Linked DNA regions of Gossypium arboreum: region 2 is linked to region 1. Evidence: chromatin contacts called from public Hi-C data. All regions are on one chromosome and are shown on one strand. Each heading gives the region's core, a stretch centred on a gene start, on an enhancer-like site or on the middle of the called end of the contact. The rest is flanking DNA. Distances are from core to core; before and after follow the strand shown.

The links. A called contact is a pair of places that touch in the nucleus more often than the background predicts.
Region 2: a contact with region 1 is called in a Hi-C map of leaf, with 3 times the contacts expected there. The contact joins the promoter of LOC108470244 here to the promoter of LOC108469807 in region 1. A contact is called at or near these places in 2 of 5 Hi-C or Micro-C datasets (both in leaf).

Annotation. Positions count from the first base shown.
Region 1 is chr10:26,458,866-26,464,380 of ASM2569848v2, reverse strand. It overlaps LOC108469807 (protein SUPPRESSOR OF GENE SILENCING 3), which reads right to left and starts at 2,699. Exons shown (of 6, transcript XM_053020412.1): 1 at 2,472-2,699; 2 at 763-1,790; 3 at 338-632; 4 at 1-171. The coding sequence starts at 1,776.
Region 2 is chr10:26,898,976-26,904,490 of ASM2569848v2, reverse strand. It overlaps LOC108470244 (patellin-3-like), which reads left to right and starts at 2,610. Exons shown (of 4, transcript XM_017771530.2): 1 at 2,610-4,090; 2 at 4,219-4,343; 3 at 4,423-4,558; 4 at 4,833-5,285. The coding sequence starts at 2,882. The coding sequence ends at 5,087.

The DNA.
Region 1 (5,515 bases), core at 1,450-3,949:
GCCTCTCACTCACAATACCAAAAGACTCTTCAAGAGCAACTTTTTGCCTTTGTTCTTTTGCAACCTTGTTCTTGTAAAAAATAAGCTGCTGGTTGTCCTCACTCATTTGCCTGATCTGCTTAACAACCATCTCTTGATAGGATCTCATCTCAAATTTCAGCCTAGATTTGCCTAATCAACAGATCAGTTATACAGCACGTCAGTCAACTGCCTAAGTATCTGCAGGGCTACTTATTTGTGAAGAAAAAAATACAGAAAAATCTCATGCATTTATAGCTATCTTGCATTTTATCCCTGCATGTAATACAATCGTTGTCTTCAGTTAAATAGAGAGAACCTTGAGAATGCTGGTTGAAGCTGTCTAGGTCTTCCTTCATAGCCATATAACCATAAAGTTGGCGCTTCCCGCCTGGATAAAATAAGACCCTACGTCGTTCCCAAGCCTCCCTATGCGTTCCTTGCTCAGCAAAATGCTTATGTAGCCGTTCAGCTTCTAAATAACCCCTAGCCGTGCTCTCAAAAATCAGAACACTCATCCCACGATGACCCTGTGGACCATACGAGTGGCGAGCCTTCACAGCAGCATATGAGCTGAAATAATCAAGAAGCTCTTGGTTTCCCATACCAATCCACTGAAGTATAATACAATAAATAAAAAGTTAAAGTTAGAGCAGGAGACAGGAAACAAGTATTTCCACTGAAAATAGAAACAACTAGCTTCATTATTTTAGTATATAAATATTGCAAAAGATATTGCAGTACCTTATCGTTCTCATTTTGTTCCAGCCTTGTGTTCATTATCATAACCATAGGTGGCCAGACTATTTCATGATCTTTTTCTTCATCTTTTAAACCCTTCCATTTGCCAAAAGCTTCACCAGAAGGAATAACTGAAGTACCCCTTCTACACAATTCCTCATCCAAGAGTTCAGCAAGTTCACGATGGAGTTTCACCCTTTTTGCTCCTTTTGTTTTGGCATGTGTCATCAGAGGCTGAAGGCCTCTATACCAGTCAATGGCACCAGGACCACCCTGGCATGCTGGGCAGTGCCACTGCCTTGCTGGGTCGTTGATTTCCTCAATTCTCAATGCATCTAAACTCGAGAAAAATTTCTTAAACCATCTATTATTCTTTCTTGTCTCGTGGCTCTTTTGACTTGAATCTGAATCAAAGTCATCGGTTAAAAGTTCATCATCAGAATCATCAATAGCATTATCATCTGAGTCATCCTCAACATCATCAATATCATTGACCTCTTCAACCTCAGTGCTGACATTGTTTTTTCCATGATCATCTTGTAACCCCCCGGATGGATTGGAACCAGTTCTAGATTGCCAATTCCATCCATACTGAAGGGGTGGGCGAATGACAGGATGTGGTGGCACATTGTTGTTCTCAATAGTCTTGTTGAATGTTTGGGGTCTTGCATTTCCTCTGCCAGTTGCCATCCTGGAATCAGTATTATGAGTATCCCAATCATTGCCAGAGGCTCTTCCTGATACAGCATTAGTCCGCATCGCTCCCCGCGGTTTACCATTGGAATTTTGAGGACCCCAAGGTCTTGCAGCACTGCTTCCAGTTCTATTCTTAGGCTTCCTTTGAATAACCTCCCACTCACCATCGTCTTGAGGCAAACCCAGGTTCATGTCCGATACACCCTGGCTTAGCTGCTCAACCTTGGAGCTAGAGGATCCAGATATGTCTTTCCCCTTGGACGATGGGTTGTTAATACCACCAGAAACAAAAGGATTCCCATTCCCTTTTCTTGAACTCATCCTCTAACGCAATCCTATAGTTAGATGTCATAAAATCGACATTTAGTAGTACATAGTCTTAAAAATAAACAAGATCGACAACAATTAACTACGAAAATGCCTGTAGATGGTGTTGTCAGCAAGATCTCAAGCTATAAATTGGTTGTACGATCACTATACCCTAATTGTCAAAGCTGTTGCCCAAAACTCAATTACAAAGGATATTTCAGTCAACCATTACTTGCAAAGATCGAAACATTTACGCATTGCACTGGGTTGGCCACAAAATAGAGCTAGCAATCGGTGCATCCGTGTTATATCTCAACTCAAACATGATTGAAATAACTAAAAGTCTAAAACATGAACATGGCACGAAATTTTAAACATGTCAAATTTTAGACAGAAACAAGACAAACTACAGGCGACAATACATCATTAACACCGCTAGTATGTTTGAAGTTAGAATTCTTAGGTATGGCAGGGCATGACAAGATTAACACGAACAACATGGCTAACCTGTAAAATGAGAGCAGCAGCAAAAATGATGGCACGAACTGCAGCGGCAACGATAACGACAACAATGCCATAATGAGACAGAGAAACCGTTAAATAAAAACCAAGCAATATAATTAAGAAACTCAGAAAATAATTTACCCCACATCTAAGAAAAAAAACTAGGGTTACCTCACAAAAACGGTGAAAAGCCAAAAATTTACCTCTAATAATAGGGTAGACGCAGGGGCGCAGTGTAAGCATAGAGCGTGTGGAGCTGCGGGGCCGGTAAGGCGAGACAGGGTTGTGGAGTAAAGCAGAGTAGCAACAGTATGAGAGTGGAGAGTGAGCGTCGGCTTGGAAAATGAAATGAGCAGGAAAGTTTTTAGGTTAGCTAATAGCTGGAAAGCATTTTAAGCGTCATTTCATTTGTACCACCAATAACATCGACGGGTAGCGGAGGTTGAATTAATAATAAATATAAGTTTGGATAAATTACGCAATTAGTCACTAAATTATGGTTAAATTTTTGTTTTGGTTACTTAATTACAAAGTTATAATTTATTCATTGAATTATTTGAAAATTTTTATTTAAGTCACTGAATTACTTAAAAGTTTTTATTTAAGTCCTTAGTCCATTATCTTTTTTTTAAGTGTTTTGCCAACAAGTTCTAAATTATAATTCGACGATTGGTATGGTGAATTAGTACCTATTAATGAGTAGAAGAATATTATTTAAATCGAAATTGATTTAATGATTAGTGTCGGAAGTTGGAGAAAAAGATTATTGGTTCGTAAATTCGTAATATCCAAAACTGTTTAATTTAAAATTTGAATAATAAAAGAGAAGAGAGCTTTCAATTGATAGTGCGAACAAAAAACTATATAATATCAATTTTAACAATCCAGTCATTTTTATTTTATATTTTCTTTTAAATTTCACACGAATTTTCGCACTTGAATTTATAATTGAAAATTTTGAGTGATTAACCCTTCAAATTGTAAGGAAAACATCATAAATGTCACATTAACTTAACCAATATTGTTTTATATAATTTCTTTTTTAAAATTTACGAGTTATATCAATTTTCTTGGTTTGGGTAATTACAAGATTAAAAAACAAGAATTTTATATAAGTTATGGAAACATACACTTTTCACGGTATAAACCCCAAATTAATTTAAGCTAATATGGGTTTTGAAAATCAAACCCCAAACAAATTTTCGAAAGTCTAAACCAAAATAAAACAATGCTTTAAGCAAAAATGATTACCTTCGATTCAAATTAATGGCTAACCACGCTACGATTCGATAAATGGAAGAGAAGAGATTTGGCTTTTATATCGCTTGTTATTTGTAAGAAATAAGATGTCGATCATTTTTTTTTGTTTTTAATTTCCACGTCATAGTTTAATTGTTCCAAAATGAAGTTATTTTGGTCACATCATTTAAATTTTTCCACATTGAATCACGAGGTCAATATCGTTAACCTTGAATAATCTAATCAATATTTTCTATTAAAAAACAAGCATTGAGTTTTAAAATAGGGTAAATTACGTTAACAATCACCTAACTTTGGGGTAGCTGGTAAAACAGTTATTTAAGTTTCATTTTAGTCACTCAACTTTTAAAAAGTTACAAAACAGTTACTAACGTTATAAAAAAAGACAAAATAGTCACTGATTAACAGTTTTTGTTAGTGTGTTAACGGGACCGTTGATGTGGCAAGTTAACCAACTGATGGGTCTTGGTTTGGGGCAGGTTTAGGGAAAAAATTGAAAGGTTATGGGTTTTAAGGTAAAAAATTAGAAAAAGATTCTGATTAAGGGGATTTAGAGAAAAAAAAAAAATCGATTTGGAAAAATTTTGATTGTGATTTGGGTTGGTTTGGTTTGAAATTGATTTGAGAATCGATTAAGAAAGTTGGTTTAAGGTTAGAAATCGATTCAATAATTGATTAACAATTAACAGGATATAAGGTTAGAAAACGATTGGACTTTTTTGTTTGGGGAGAAAAGAAGACGAAACTAGAAACCATTCAGTGTTTTTGATTCTCAGCGACAATGGTCAATAGAAGAGAAGCTGCCAATGTTGTTAGATCCACTTTAACGGGTAAGTTGTTGCATTTAGTTTTTTATTTTTTGGATTTAAGGTTATTTTGATTTAGGGTTATTTTGGGTTATTTCGATTTTAATTTTAATTTAGATTTTAATTTAGGGTTATTTCGATTTTGGTTTTATTTGTTATTAATGTGCATGATAGATTATGGTTTGGTTATTAAAGTGAATGACATATAATGTGTATTGTATGCCATGTGCATTATGTTTGTTGTTTATATCTGTCATTGTTTGTATCCAAGCTGCTATATTGTATGTAGCAATATCAAATTTGTCATTTACCTTCTATATTGTACTGGTTATTGTCTATTATTGTCTGCCATGTGCATGAAAAAAATGGTTGTGTTTGTATTAAATTATTTTTGTATTGGTTATTGTCTGCCATGTGCATGACAAAAATGGTTATGTTTGTATTAATTTATTTTCTATTGGTTATTATCTGACAGAAATGGTTAAAGTGTTTGCCTATATTGTCTGCCTTTATTGATGACTAATTTGCTTGGCAGGTTTAATTTATGACAATTTTAATGAGAATAAAAAAGAAATGTCTGGTAGTGATGCATTTGAAAGTGATGTGTCTAATAGGATAAGAGTTAATTTAGATGGTTTAAACATGGATGGTATAGAAATAGGTGAAGTGTGTGATAGTAATGATTTTAGAAGGTTAGATAGTGCACATGAATCTGACTCAGATGGCCAAAATTGGCCTGAATTCAACCTAGAGAATGACATGAGTAATTCTAGACTTAAGGTTGGAATCTTATTTAAGTCTAAAGACAGTCTAAAAGAAGTTGCCAAGCAGTATGGTAGGTTGAATAGATATTTTATTAAGTTTCCCAAAAATGACTTAAAAAGGTTAAAGGTAATCTACAGTGAAAAATGTTCTTGGTTTATATGGGCCTCTAGACTAAATCCTAATGACCCTACTGACCAGACTTGGCAAATTAGGAGTTCAAACCCTAACCATACTTTTTCTAAAGTCTAAAAATAAAAATGTAACCTCAGCTTGGATAGGTGAACTTTATCAAAGAAAATTCATTGTTAATCCTAATTATTCTCTGAAATCATTACAATAAGATGTCAAAAGAGATTTGTGTTGCATAGTCTCACTAACCAAATGTAGGAAGGGTAAACTTAAGGCATTAAAATTAA
Region 2 (5,515 bases), core at 1,361-3,860, 440 kb before region 1:
TATGTTAAACGTGTTCAAGTGAGTGGCATGTATAGGGACTTAGTTTTTCTATGATCGATGTCGTTGTGATTAGCCAAATGTATTGGCTTATAATGATTTGTTGTATGTAGCTATGAGATGTGGCTTATAATGATTTTGGCTTGTAAGCCTATTCATCCATGATATATGTAAATGTCTCGTGATGTGGGTATGTGATTATGCTTGCTCATTATGTGTAAGAAGTATATAACATATATACATGGTGAATGCCTTAGGACCATTTGAGGTGGTCATGGCTATGGAATAAATGTGTGATATGGTAATAAGTTGATAATACCCTGAACATGGATGTTTAATTTATAAGTTTGTAAACATAGTATAATGGTATAAGGAGTAAAAAGGGGTGACTTAAGGCTTGGAAAATAGTCTACATGGTTCGACACACGGGCGTGTATCTAGGCCGTGTGTGACACACAGTTCCCTCCCATGGGTGTGTGCTATGACCGTGTGTCCCCTACATTTAAAATTTTGAGTTATTATAGGACACGGGTGGGTCACACAGGCGTGTCCCATAGCCGTGTCCCAAAGTCAGTATTGAACACGGACAGGCAGCATAGGCGTGTGCCATGGCCGTGTTTAAAAGTCAGTGTTGCCCACGGGCTAAGGGCATGGGCGTGCCCCAAGCCACACGGGCATGTGAGTTCACACGGCCCACCTACACGGGCGTGTGGCACTCCAAAGCTAGAAATTTATTAAGTTGCCCAAAGTTTATCGAATATTTTCGGTTTTGTCCCGAACCGCCTTAATGTAATTTATAGGCCTCGATGGCCTGTTTAAGGGACGATAGCATATGTTCTAAAAGTTTTAATTTTGGGCGAAATTTAGTGACCTGGTTTTGTATGTTTTTGAATGTTTAAGTCTGGTAATGCCTCGAGCCCTGTCCCGGTGTTGGATACGAGTGAGGGGTGTTACACACTCATCCCATTGCCATTTCAACCAAAATCAATATAAATTTATTATATAATAATGTTAATGTGTATAAAAAAAATATTAATTTAAATATTAAAAATTTAGGGTAAACTATAAAAAATAGTCACCCACCTATTCACGTATTTCTATTTTTGGCCACCTAGGTTTAAAATTTTTTATTTTAGCCACTAACGTTATTGAAATTTAATTTTTTGATCACTATCTCGTTAAATTACTAACGACGGCCTTTTTTTTTATTGATATAATAACAAATTTATCTCTCTAATGTTTACTGATTCTATAAATTTAGTATTAGATCTAAAAAATCAACAAATGTAATCCTTAATTTTACATTTACATATTACGCCAATGGAGTATCAATTCTTAAAAATTAAAAAATCATTTTTCAAGAAAATACATTAGATTCTATAAATAAATAAATACTGTTTTTCTCTTTTTCGACATAAAATCTATTTATTAAAATAATACTTTTATACATAAAATATTTAAAAAAACTCACAAAGAAGATTTAAACTAGATTCAACTTTTCCTTTTTAATTTAGATTATTTGATAAATAATAATTTTTATGTGATTGACCTTATTCGTTAGTCTTGTCAAATTTGTTGAGCGTTGAGAATTATCTTCACACACTACCACCGACACCAATAATCCTTCTTCTAAACTTCTCGATTTCCACATCCTCCATCATTGGGCCACCAAATTAGGATATGGTTGTAGAGTTGTCAACACGACTTTCCATCTATTGGGTCTCTAAGACTCATCATCACATATATATTCTTAATTATGTCCGTCTCAAGCACAACCTCAAATGCAACAAACTCTTTTGACAACAACCTAAAGAAGTCAATTCTCACCCTTTTTGACCTTAGGCTATAATTTTTACCTAACTTGAACAAGGTGGTTATTATTGTTTAAAAAATAGAAAAGTTAAAGTGGTTATTATTGTTTAAAAAAATAGAAAAGTTAAAGTTTTAAACTGTTTTATTTATAATATTATTTTTAATAAATAAATTTCATATTAGAAAATAATAAATATATTCATTTATTTATACATATTTTTATAAATTTATATGTATTTTTATCAAAAATAAAATTTTAAATATTTACTAAAGTTTTTAATTGTTAATTTTAAGAATCAATATTAAATTGATAGAATTTATAAATATTAAAAATTAAATTTATTATTATACCAATAAAAAAACCATTAATAATAACTCAACGAAATAGTGATCAAAACATTATATTTCAATAATGTTAATACTAAAATAAAAATCTTAAACATCAATTACCAAAACAAAGATACACTTGTATGGTTGATCGAAAAACTTGATTAGGGTAGAGGGACCTGACCGTTGGAAGGGTGTGTAAGTTAAGAATGGATAGGGAGATCTGCAACGGACGGAAGACATAGTGGCATCTGACTGAGTAGGTCCCGCGTAGAGGAGATGACAAGCTGATGAAGAATAGAGGATCCTATGTTTCCATTGCCCAACACATCAACGGTTCTTATTCTGCGGTTGCCGTTGAGTTGTCTGTAGACCCAAAACCCTGAAACGTTAATCATCATCAAATGAAAATCCAATGCCGCCACCTGCGCCGATGATTTCTATGTAACTCCCCCCATAATCCCATTCACTATACTGATAATTAACACTTCCAAAAAGAAAATAAAAAAATGAAGGCTTTACAGATTGTAAAATGAAGGAGGGTAGTAGTGGGTCCCTGATATGAGCTTGCATTTCAGTTTCACACCTTCCCCTTCTCTCTCCCATCTCTTTAAAAACTGCATGCCCTCTCTTCCCCCTCAAACACCACCATTTACATTTTTACTCTCTTTTTCCCTCTCTTCATCTTCTCTTCATTTTCAGTATCTCCTCGTTTTTTCATTGACATCAAGAATAATCATTAACTATGGCTGACCAAGTTCAGGTTGGAGCGCCGCCAGCTGACAAGGTGGTTGTTGTTCCCGACGTGCCACTAGCTGAGAAACCTCCGGTTGCAGCAGTAGCAGCAAAAGAGCCACCGCCGGTACCCGAAAGCGAAGAAGAACCGGTCAAACAAAAACATGTTGAGGGTGAGGAGGCTTTAGAGACGAAGATATCAGATGCAGTAGCCGATGGTGATGATGAGGAAAAAGTTCCCCAGTCGGGTCATTACAAGGAAGAAAGCACGCGGGTGGCTGATCTTCTTGAGAATGAAAAGAAAGCGGTTGAAGAACTTAAAGTGCTTGTTCGAGAAGCGCTTAACAAGCACGAGTTTGGTGGGTTTGCAATGCCGCAGCAACAACCACCACCAAAGGATGATTCTGCCAAAGAAGAACCAAAACCAAAAGCAGAAGCAGTCACAGAAACAGTGGCCGAGACAAAGGAAGAAAGCATCGCTCAGGCTGAAACAGGAGATGATGAAGAGAAGGTTGCTACTGCTACTGTACGATCTGACGCAGTGGAAGACGATGGTGCCAAGACTGTAGAAGCCATTGAAGACACTATTGTTTCAGTCTCTGCTTCAGTTCAACCAGAGCAACCGCCGGAAGCAGCATCTAAAGAGCCTTCAGATGCAAAGCCTAATGTGGAAGGTAAAGATGCTGAAACAGTATCGAACAAAGTGCTCCCACAAGAGGTATCCATATGGGGCATACCACTTCTTGCAGATGAAAGAAGCGATGTTATTCTCCTCAAATTTCTAAGAGCCAGGGATTTCAAGGTGAAAGAAGCATTCACCATGCTCCAAAACACCCTTCGTTGGAGAAAAGAGCTCGGCATTGATGAACTGGTGGAACAAGATTTTGGTAATGATTTGGAGAAAGTGGTGTTCATGCATGGTTTTGACAAAGAAGGACATCCGGTGTGCTATAATGTGTACGGAGAGTTCCAAAACAAGGAGCTTTACCAGAAGACATTTTCGGACGAAGAGAAGAGGCAAAATTTCTTGAGGTGGAGAATCCAATTCCTGGAAAAGAGTATTCGGAAACTAGATTTCAGCCCTGGTGGCATATGCACCATTGTTCAGATCAATGACCTGAAGAATTCCCCAGGACTTACTAAATGGGAGCTTAGACAAGCTACCAAACAAGCCCTTCAGTTGCTGCAGGATAACTACCCTGAATTTGTTGCCAGACAGGTAATTAATCCGGCAATTAGTACTATTCTTTGTGCCTTTGATTAATTGCTTTATCAGTTATATTGTTGTTTTTGGCAATAATAAGCATTTAGATTGCCTCTCTGGATGCTGGCTGGTTGTTTGTTTAGGTATTTATCAATGTACCATGGTGGTACCTTGCGGTGAATAAGATGATAAGTCCATTTTTAACGCAAAGAACCAGAAGCAAGTTTGTGTTTGCAGGCCCTTCAAAATCTGCAGAGACCCTTTTCAGGTTTGTTGTCTAAAAAATCAAGACTTTAAACTCCTCTCTCTACCCTTGGTTTAAATGACATTATTATGTTTTTAATTAGGTACATCGCTGCGGAGCAAGTACCAGTCAGGTACGGAGGGTTGAGCAAAGACGGTGAATTCGGCAACACCGATGCCGTCACCGAGATAACTGTTAAGCCAGCGGCAAAGCACACAGTAGAGTTTCCAGTTACAGAGGTAAATGGCATTTTCTTTTATTTTGTCTCTGGTCAAAGGGTAGCTTTCACTTTTATCAGGAATCCAAAGCCCCCCTGCCCCCTGGCCTTAGGGATTCGCGTAGTACTACTTCGGATCCTTTGGGCACTGTTGTTTGCTATTGTTGAACAACAGGACAATGGCCACCAACAGGGGCCTCGATGTTTTGAAATTGAAACATGCTTGTCAGAGTAAAAGAAACAATATGGAAACTTTAATGTATATATAATTAAGTAGAGAAAGGTATGGAATGCAGGCATGCTTACTGACATGGGAGGTGAGGGTTGTGGGATGGGAAGTGAACTATGGAGCAGAATTCGTACCCAGCGGTGAAGATAGCTACACAATAATAATCCAGAAGAGCAAGAAGGTGGGTTGTTCAGAGGGAGAAGTAGTGTGTGACAATTTCAAGGTTGGTGAGCCTGGAAAGGTTGTTCTCACCATCCATAACCCTACATCCAAGAAGAAGAAACTCCTCTATCGCTTGAAGACCATGCCTGCATCTGCTTAGACCCAAACACTAAGAGATTCACTTTTGCTATTTTGCTTGCCTCTTAAAAAAAGAGAACGTTTCTATTATTATTATTATTATTATTTGGAATTTTGGAGTTGTTCATTTTATTTAATTATTTTTAGATATAGTTATCTGGTTTGTGTATATTTTATTTATACCTATACTGCCTTAAAGATAATTGTTTTTCCTAGTAAATTGCAAAGTGTGGTTGGTTCTCTTGATTCCTATTTCCTAGGGACGAATTCCATATATAATTGTGCTTATTTTTAAAATAGGGGTCTCAGTTTTCAAGAGAAAGAGGTCTGTTCATCAAATAAAATAATTGTAGCCAATTTTGTTTTAGTAAAAAGCAATATCATTCATTGTTGCTGGGTCTTTTTTCTTATGTTCTTTGGAGACTTTTTAGGTAATTAACAAGATAAAAG